2 separate regions of the Ovis aries genome follow, and region 2 is linked to region 1. Evidence: chromatin contacts called from public Hi-C data. All regions are on one chromosome and are shown on one strand. Each heading gives the region's core, a stretch centred on a gene start, on an enhancer-like site or on the middle of the called end of the contact. The rest is flanking DNA. Distances are from core to core; before and after follow the strand shown. Region 1 overlaps ACKR2 (atypical chemokine receptor 2). Region 2 overlaps GASK1A (golgi associated kinase 1A).

What was found. Hi-C and Micro-C count contacts between places; a contact is called where the count stands out from the background.
Region 2: a Hi-C map of mixed tissues shows a contact between it and region 1, with 6 times the contacts expected there. The contact joins two enhancer-like sites. A contact is called at or near these places in 6 of 16 Hi-C or Micro-C datasets (hypothalamus, liver, mixed tissues and 3 more).

The regions. Positions count from the first base shown.
Region 1 is chr19:14,880,765-14,884,491 of ARS-UI_Ramb_v3.0, reverse strand. All of the region lies in intron 8 of ACKR2 (atypical chemokine receptor 2), which reads right to left. Among named protein-coding and RNA genes, the nearest start is that of CCDC13, 27 kb to the right of the region's middle. Within about 2 kb of position 1,866, at least 8 of the 54 cell types and tissues checked have an H3K27ac peak or open chromatin away from gene starts, as enhancers often do.
Region 2 is chr19:14,967,392-14,971,222 of ARS-UI_Ramb_v3.0, reverse strand. All of the region lies in intron 3 of GASK1A (golgi associated kinase 1A), which reads right to left. Among named protein-coding and RNA genes, the nearest start is that of TRNAG-ACC, 21 kb to the right of the region's middle. Within about 2 kb of position 2,457, at least 5 of the 54 cell types and tissues checked have an H3K27ac peak or open chromatin away from gene starts, as enhancers often do.

The sequences.
Region 1 (3,727 bases), core at 617-3,116:
TAAAGCTACAGGATTAAGTCTAATATTTTTTATGCAGTTTCCTTTTTTTAAACTGTCTCCCAAAGTGTCATTCCCATTAAGTATGTGTAGGCGAACCATGTTCCAGAGCTGCACTGTCCAATACAGAAGCCACCGGTCATATGTGGCTACTGAGCACTTGAATGTCCAAATCACACACCAGATTTCAAAGACAATAAACGAATGTAAATATCTGAGTCTTAAATCTTAAATAATTCTTAAATCAATAATTTAATACTGATAATATCCTGACAATATTTTCATTATTTGGGTCCTGGCAAGCAGGACTCCCCATGACTGGGACTCTAGTAGGCAGAAGATGAAGAAACCACTCACTCATGCAGATGAAATTTGTCCTCCAGCACCCCCTACTGACAAAGCTCAACAGTGAGCCTGCTGACAAGGAGGAAACGTGATATCACAAGCAAAGCAGTGAAGGGTGGATTGGAATAAGGAGATGTTAAGTAACAACTGGCACACCTTCTCTAAGGAGGGCTTGCTCTTTTGCTTTCATGGGCTTTTCATAGGTACATAAAAGACAAAGAGTTTCACCAACAGCCTTAGTGAGATTTTGCAACCTCTGCTGGTGGCCATTTCCTTGTTTTCTCACAGATCTCTGATTCAGACTGGCGATAATGAGAGTTTGTTTGCCTTAAACATTTTGCGAAATTATGGTCCCAGGATCAGGCTTGGAACTTCTGGGCCATCTCTGGTATCACCAACCCCAAATTATACAAAACAGGGACCAAAATGTTTTACAATAATTTACTGAAAGGATGTTGGGAGTTCCCTTCCTGATCTAAACAGAAGCATCAATAGAACATTTACCTAACCTATGGAAAAAGAGTGTACATCTGATTTTGAGGGGTCTGAGAGGAGAGGGTTACAGCGGTGGTCAAACAGATAGACCAGCAGGTTTAACTTAACGATGCTTGCCAGAAGCAACAAAGCCTTTCTGAAATGCAAGCCAGCCAAGGACAGAACTTAGGTACAGCACTGCCAGGAGCAGAAGGCAAGGGAGGAGAAGATAAAAGTAAGGCATGAAGGGATCTCATGAGCTTTGCTGCTTCATCCTACATTACACCTTCTGTTCTTCTTCCATGTTGCTCCTTATCCTCTTGACGAGGCCAGACTATCAGGGGTGGCAGAGTCGCAGACAAAATTTCAAGGTAAGATGTTTTCACTTGTAGGGACTACATTGCAGAAGAAAATATGGGAGAGAATGGGGTCATGGAAGATGGGCCTGTGGCCCGACTCCTCCTGCCTCTCCTCATGTTCCCTGGGGCACCTTATATTCGAGAGACCACCACTTCAAGTTTCTGCCATGTCTTGTCCTGTGTCCCTTTTGCCCCTTGGTTGGCACACAGGGAGGTGACTTAAAGAGGAAAGCCACACTGGGGGAGGACAGAGTGCAAGGGCTTGGTAGTCATGAGGCCTTTCTAGCCCCAACTCTGAAACTGACATGTTGTAGGAATAAGGCCCCTCTGGGCCGCAGGGTCTCTATCTGTAAAGTTAGACCTGTTCCAACTCCAGGGCCCTATCAGAAAAGTCAAAGGATGAAAGAGGTGACAGAGCCAGGATTTGGGGAAAAGGTGACGAGAATAAACAGCAGACACAAAAGCCCTTGGTCTGATCTCCTGGTATTAGCACTGAGGAAGGTGACTCACTCTGGCCCACCCAGAACTGCCCATTATTCCTGGCCCACCACTCCCATTTTCTCCTCTGACCTCTTGGGAAGACAAATTCTGTCAAGTCATGGACATAAGACATAGCCTTAGTCATCAACTCAGTAAAAGCTACTAAGAGTCACATGGATGGCTTATTTGCACTTTGTGAGCTAATCTTGTTCCAAAGCTGCATGAATTCTGCCACACCTATGTGGACACACAGAAGGTAATTTTCCTGTGCCTTGCCTCCACCAAAGCCCAGGTTTATAGCCTTCTAGGTACTTTGCATTGATCAAATAGCATGTCTTATACATTCAACCTCTGTAGCCCTGTCACCAACCAACCCTCATCTCTAGTTCTCTCCATCCAAAGCTTGCCCATTCTTCCACCCTGCTCAAGTGTTATTCCAGACCTGCTCTGTTGCTAATTCCACACTATCAGATGGCTTGATGTCCCTGCCCTCAAGACTGTTCTACCCCATAGTGTTCTGACTGCCTGTCAATAAATGTGTCTGCGGAGACTGTAACAAAGATATTACTCATTTAGTCAGCTATTATATACAGTGATGGGCCAGCCCTTACATTATCCTCCTGTTTTATTTAGTGCGCACCACCAAAACAGTAAGTACTTCATAACATAATTTTATTTTCTAATACGATTCTGTTTTCAGAGGTTTCTAGAGAAAAAAGTTTACGTTCTGACTTGAAAACCTTCCTTACTACACTGTATTCCTGACAAGAAACCTCCAGAAATACCCTAATGAGCCCCCGAAATCATTGGTCTTTAATCCTAAATTAGATGGAATAAAATATCTACCTGGCGTGTGGGATGAATTTACCTCTCCCAAATCTCATACTCTCAGATCTTCCCGGAACATTCACATATAGGTGGGCTCTGGGAGAATAATAGGCCTCAGAAACTAATTCATTTTGTTTCCCCCAGAAGTGACCCTCGTCCAGTCAATCTGATCTGACTCTCCTTACCTAACATATTGTGACCTAGCCTACTGAGATTAAAGCTTATGACTAGAACTCTTTTCCTTCCTTGTTGACTTTACACATATTCTTTCAGGTGTATAGATTATTTTATGAGAAAGATTATAAACGGTGAATGGTAGCGAAAAAGCAATTCAGCTTCCCCTTACCACTCCAAATTAGCAAACAACCATCATAAGTCCTGACTGGGGAATGTTGGGCTTTCTCCCTGTGGGTGAAAGTATCCAAGTGGAGGCTGGGTGATCGGTGGCCAGAGGAATTCCACATTGATTCACAGCTGGAAATCAGGAGTCCTATTATTTCAACCTCACAACTCAATGAGTCTCTTTCCTATGCATAGAGAGAGAAAGAAAAAGTGGAGAAGTCCGACTCCTACAGCCCTTGTCTTGGCACTTCATCAGATCGTGTATTAAAGGTTTCATGTATTAAAGTGTATTAAAGCAGATATACTGTCTTTTCAACTAAGTTATAGGTCCCCAGAGGCAGAGTGCACTGCTTTCTTTTCCCATTCCACTCTTGACAGTACACAGCCTAGGGTTCACTGTTTAAAAGGTATTCAATGACCCCCAAATTCTCATCATCCTTTTAATGGCACACTTTAAAGTTACTCCAGAATACTCCATATTCAGGGATATGGAGATACGGTAAAGACTTGGTCCCTGCACAAAAGAAACCCCATAACATCAGTGTGTAGAAAGACTGACTTGTAATGAAGGCTATCTCATAGTTATGGGTATTGGCATATCCAGAAATCACAGTTATGGGAGACAGAAGTTCAAATGAGGAAATTGAACATTCTTGCTTGTGAGATGGATGAAGAAATATTTGACAGATGAAATCCTCTGGACCTGGGGATGAACTGGGACTCAAAGGATGAACAGTGTTTTACCAGGTAAAAAGTGAAAACCTAAAAACTTGGATGCAACACCCCAGTCAGTGATAGCAGTATACACTTTCTTCTCAAGTGCACGTGGAACATTCTCCAGGGTAGACCACATGTTAGTCCATAAAACACATCTCAATAAATTTTAAAGAACTCAAATCATA
Region 2 (3,831 bases), core at 1,208-3,707, 86 kb before region 1:
AGCCAACTTTTTCACTCTCCTCTTTCACTTTCATCAAGAGGCTTTTAGTTCCTCTTCACTTTCTGCCATAAGGGTGGTGTCATCTGTATATCTGAGGTTACTGATATTTTTCCCGGCAATCTTGATTCCAGCTTGTGTTTCTTCCAGTCCAGCGTTTCTCATGATGTACTCTGTATATAAGTTAAATAAGCAGGGTGACAATATACAGCTTTGATGTACTCCTTTTCCTATTTGGAACCAGTCTGTTGTTCCATGTCCAGTTCTAACTGTTGCTTCCTGACCTGCATACAGATTTCTCAAGAGGCAGGTCAGGTGGTCTGGTATTCCCATCTCTTTCAGAATTTTCCACACTTGTGATCCACACAATCAAAGGCTTTGGCATAGTCAATAAAGCAGAAATTGATGTTTTTCTGGAACTCTCTTGCTTTTCCATGATCCAGTGGATGTTGGCAATTTGATCTCTGGTTCCTGTGCCTTTTCTAAAACCAGCTTGAACATCAGGAAGTTCACAGTTCATGTGTTGCTGAAGCCTGGCTTGGAGAATTTTGAGCATTACTGTACTAGCAAGGTGTTTTTAGGGGCTGTCAATGTCACCTGCCCTCAAGACATCACCAGAGGGGGGTAACCAAAACAGGATTCAGAAACTGCGAGCCTGGTGGGCTGCCGTCTATGGGGTCGCACAGAGTCGGACACGACTGAAGTGACTTAGCAGCAGCAGCAGCAGCCAGAAGCCCACTGCAACAGGTAAACTGACTCAGGGTTTATTGAAACATACAGACACAGGAAAACAGATTCAAACATGCTTATCATCAGGAAAATGCCAATCAAACCACCACCAAGGGCTTCCGGGGTGGTTCACTGCACAACAATCCCCCTGCAAGGCAAGGGACACGGTATTGATTCCTCATCTGGGGAGACCCATATGTCAGGGGTCAGTGAAGCTCAAGACTCACAACTACTCCAACTCCATGCCCTAAAGCCAGAGCTCCCACAAATGAGAGGCCACCACAATGAAAGCCTGCCCACTGCAACTACAGAAGAGCCCCCGCCTGCCGTGCCCAGGGAAAAACCCGGGCAGCAGGGAAGACCCAGCACGGCGATGGAATCAACTGACTAAATAAATAAATACAGAAGAATTCAATTGAATAAAACAAAAAAATTTTTTTTAAAAACAGAAAAAGAAAGGGAGAAATGTCATCTCTTATCAGTCAGACTGGCCATCTTCAGATTGTCTACAAGCAACAAATGCTGCCAAGGACCTGGAGAAAACCGTGCCTCTTCAGCTTTTCCAGAGATGCAAACTGGTCACAACCATTAGAAAGAAGAGGATGGAATTTCCTTTAAAGTCTAAAGCGAGAGCCAGCAGATCTGGTAATCTGACTTTTGCCTGCATCTCTGGAGAAAATCTTAATTCCAACACACCTGAACCCCGAAGTCTGGTGTAGCCCTGGGCTTACGTGAGATCACGGAAGCCACGCAGATGTCCTTTGACCCTGGAACAATACAGGAATTTCTGTCTATAGAGGCCCTGGACCCTCACTCAGCCCCAAGAAAGAAATGGGACAAAGAATGACATAATGACATTTGCGTGGACATGATGGAGCTAGACATGGCCACACTAACTGAATTACTGCAGAGAGAGAGAGACAAATATGCGACGAAGTCAGAGGGTCCCAGAATAAAACAAAAAACCTTTGGTTGCAAAAGGGGAGAGGTAAAATGAAGGGTCAAAGAGTTGCTTTGGTGACATATGCAAACTCATGTATTCACAGGGAGTTCAGCTGGCTGCTCTGGAACAGTCCTGATGGAAAAAGAACGATAAAAATTGACAATGCCACTGGAAAAAGAAAGTGCAGCTGCAATTCCCCTCAAACCAAAGCAATGATTAATTCACCAAGGTGCCAGTGAAAAATAAACGTTAAATGAGCAAAGGAAAGAAAGAAAGAAAGATCTAATATACTCCCAAGGTCGCCAGGTACCTGGCTGGCATCACATTTCTGGAGTCTGAGCCCTCTTGGATCCTGAGGCTGGACCCCGCGGAGGCTGAAGGAGCTGAAAATGATGGGCAGGTAAGTGAGAACCCAGGACAAGCAGTGCCTCTTGCCCTCCAACTGGGACCCCAACCTGCAAATCCAGGCGGGCCAACCTGCAGCAAACCCATGCCAGGCACACCCAATACCTGGGAGCCCTCCTGGGCTGCAAAAGCTCTTAAAAGTCCCAGCTCCACGTGTCCTGGGAGTGGGGCTTCCACCTCCCGCAGCCATCCTTAGAGTTGCCCCACCTACACGCGGCAGCATCCTCAGCACAGCGGTTTTGCAACAGTTGGGATATGTCTTCCGGGCTGAAGGAGACAGGCTGAGAGGCCAGGAGATACAAGCCCGTGGGCACACTGCACTCTAATTTACAGCCCACAAACAGGCCTTTCACTAAGGCTCTGGTTGCCTGAGCAGGCCGAGGTGGGCTGGCAACGTGCTGCCACCTTGTGGACATTTGTGGGGACTGCAACCAGGGCTGATGGGCACTGCACATTCTCAAAGCGATTTTAGGGGCTGTCAATGTCACCTGCCCTCAAGACACCACCGGAGGCGGGTAATCAAAACGGGATTCGTAAACCGCAGACTTGCCAGAAGCCTGCTGCAACAGATAAACTGACTCGCAGAGTTTAGTGAAATATAAAAACATGGGAAAACAGGCTCAAACACAGGAAAATGCCAATCAAAAGACCACCGAGGATTTCCTGGGTGGTTCACTGGAAAAAAATCCACCTGCCACGCAGGGGACACCGTATTGATTCCTCATCCAGGCAGATCCCATATGCCGAGGATCAACAGAGCCCAAGACCCACAACTACTCCAACCCCCCGCCTAAGAGATAGTGCTCCCCAACAACAGAGGCCACCACAAAGAGTCTGCCCACCCCAACTAAAGAGCCCCCGCCTGCTGCCGCTAGAGAGAACCTGGGCAGCAAAAAACACCCAGCACTGCCGAAAGGTGTCAACGGACTACATAAATACACACAGAAAAATTCAATTGAATGAAAGAAAGGTATTATTTTGAGAGAAAAAAAAAAAAAACAAAAAAGAGAGAGAGAGACAGAGAGGGAAAGACATGTAATATCTCACCAGTCAGAATGGTCATCCTCAGATTGTCTACAAGCAATAAATGCTGCAGAGGGCCTGGGAGAAAACCGTGCCTCCTCAGCTTTTCCAGAGATGCAAACTGGTCACAACCACTAGAAAGAAGAGGATGGAATTTCCTTTAAAGTCTAAAGCCAGAGCTAGTACATTCCCGGTGGTCCAGCGGTTAAGAATCCGTCTGCCAATGCAGAGGACATGGGTTTGATCCCTGGGCCAGGAAGATTCCCCACGCTCCAGGGCAACTAAGCCCGTGAGCCACAACTACCCTGTCTGTGCTCTCGATCCGGTGCCCCAGGACAGGAGAAGCCACCGCAACGAGAAGCCCATGCACCAAACGTTAGAAGCCAAGGGGCAGCAGCAATGCAGACCCAGCGCAGCCAAAAACATGATAAATAAATAAAACTAGTAAACGAAGAAAACCAGACCAAGCAGATCCGGGAATCTGACTTTTGCTAATGTCTCCGGAGAAAGCAGTAATTCCCACACACCTGAACCCCCAAGTTCGGCACAGCTCTATGGACACAGGAGAGAACGCGGAAGGCTCCAAGATGTCCTCGGACTGGAACGATACAGGAAGTTGGCTCTACTGAGGCCTGGACTCTCACTCAGCTTCAAGAAAGAAACGTGACAAAGAATGAAATCATGATTATTTGCATGGACATGATGGAGCGAGGCATGACGACACTAGCTGAACT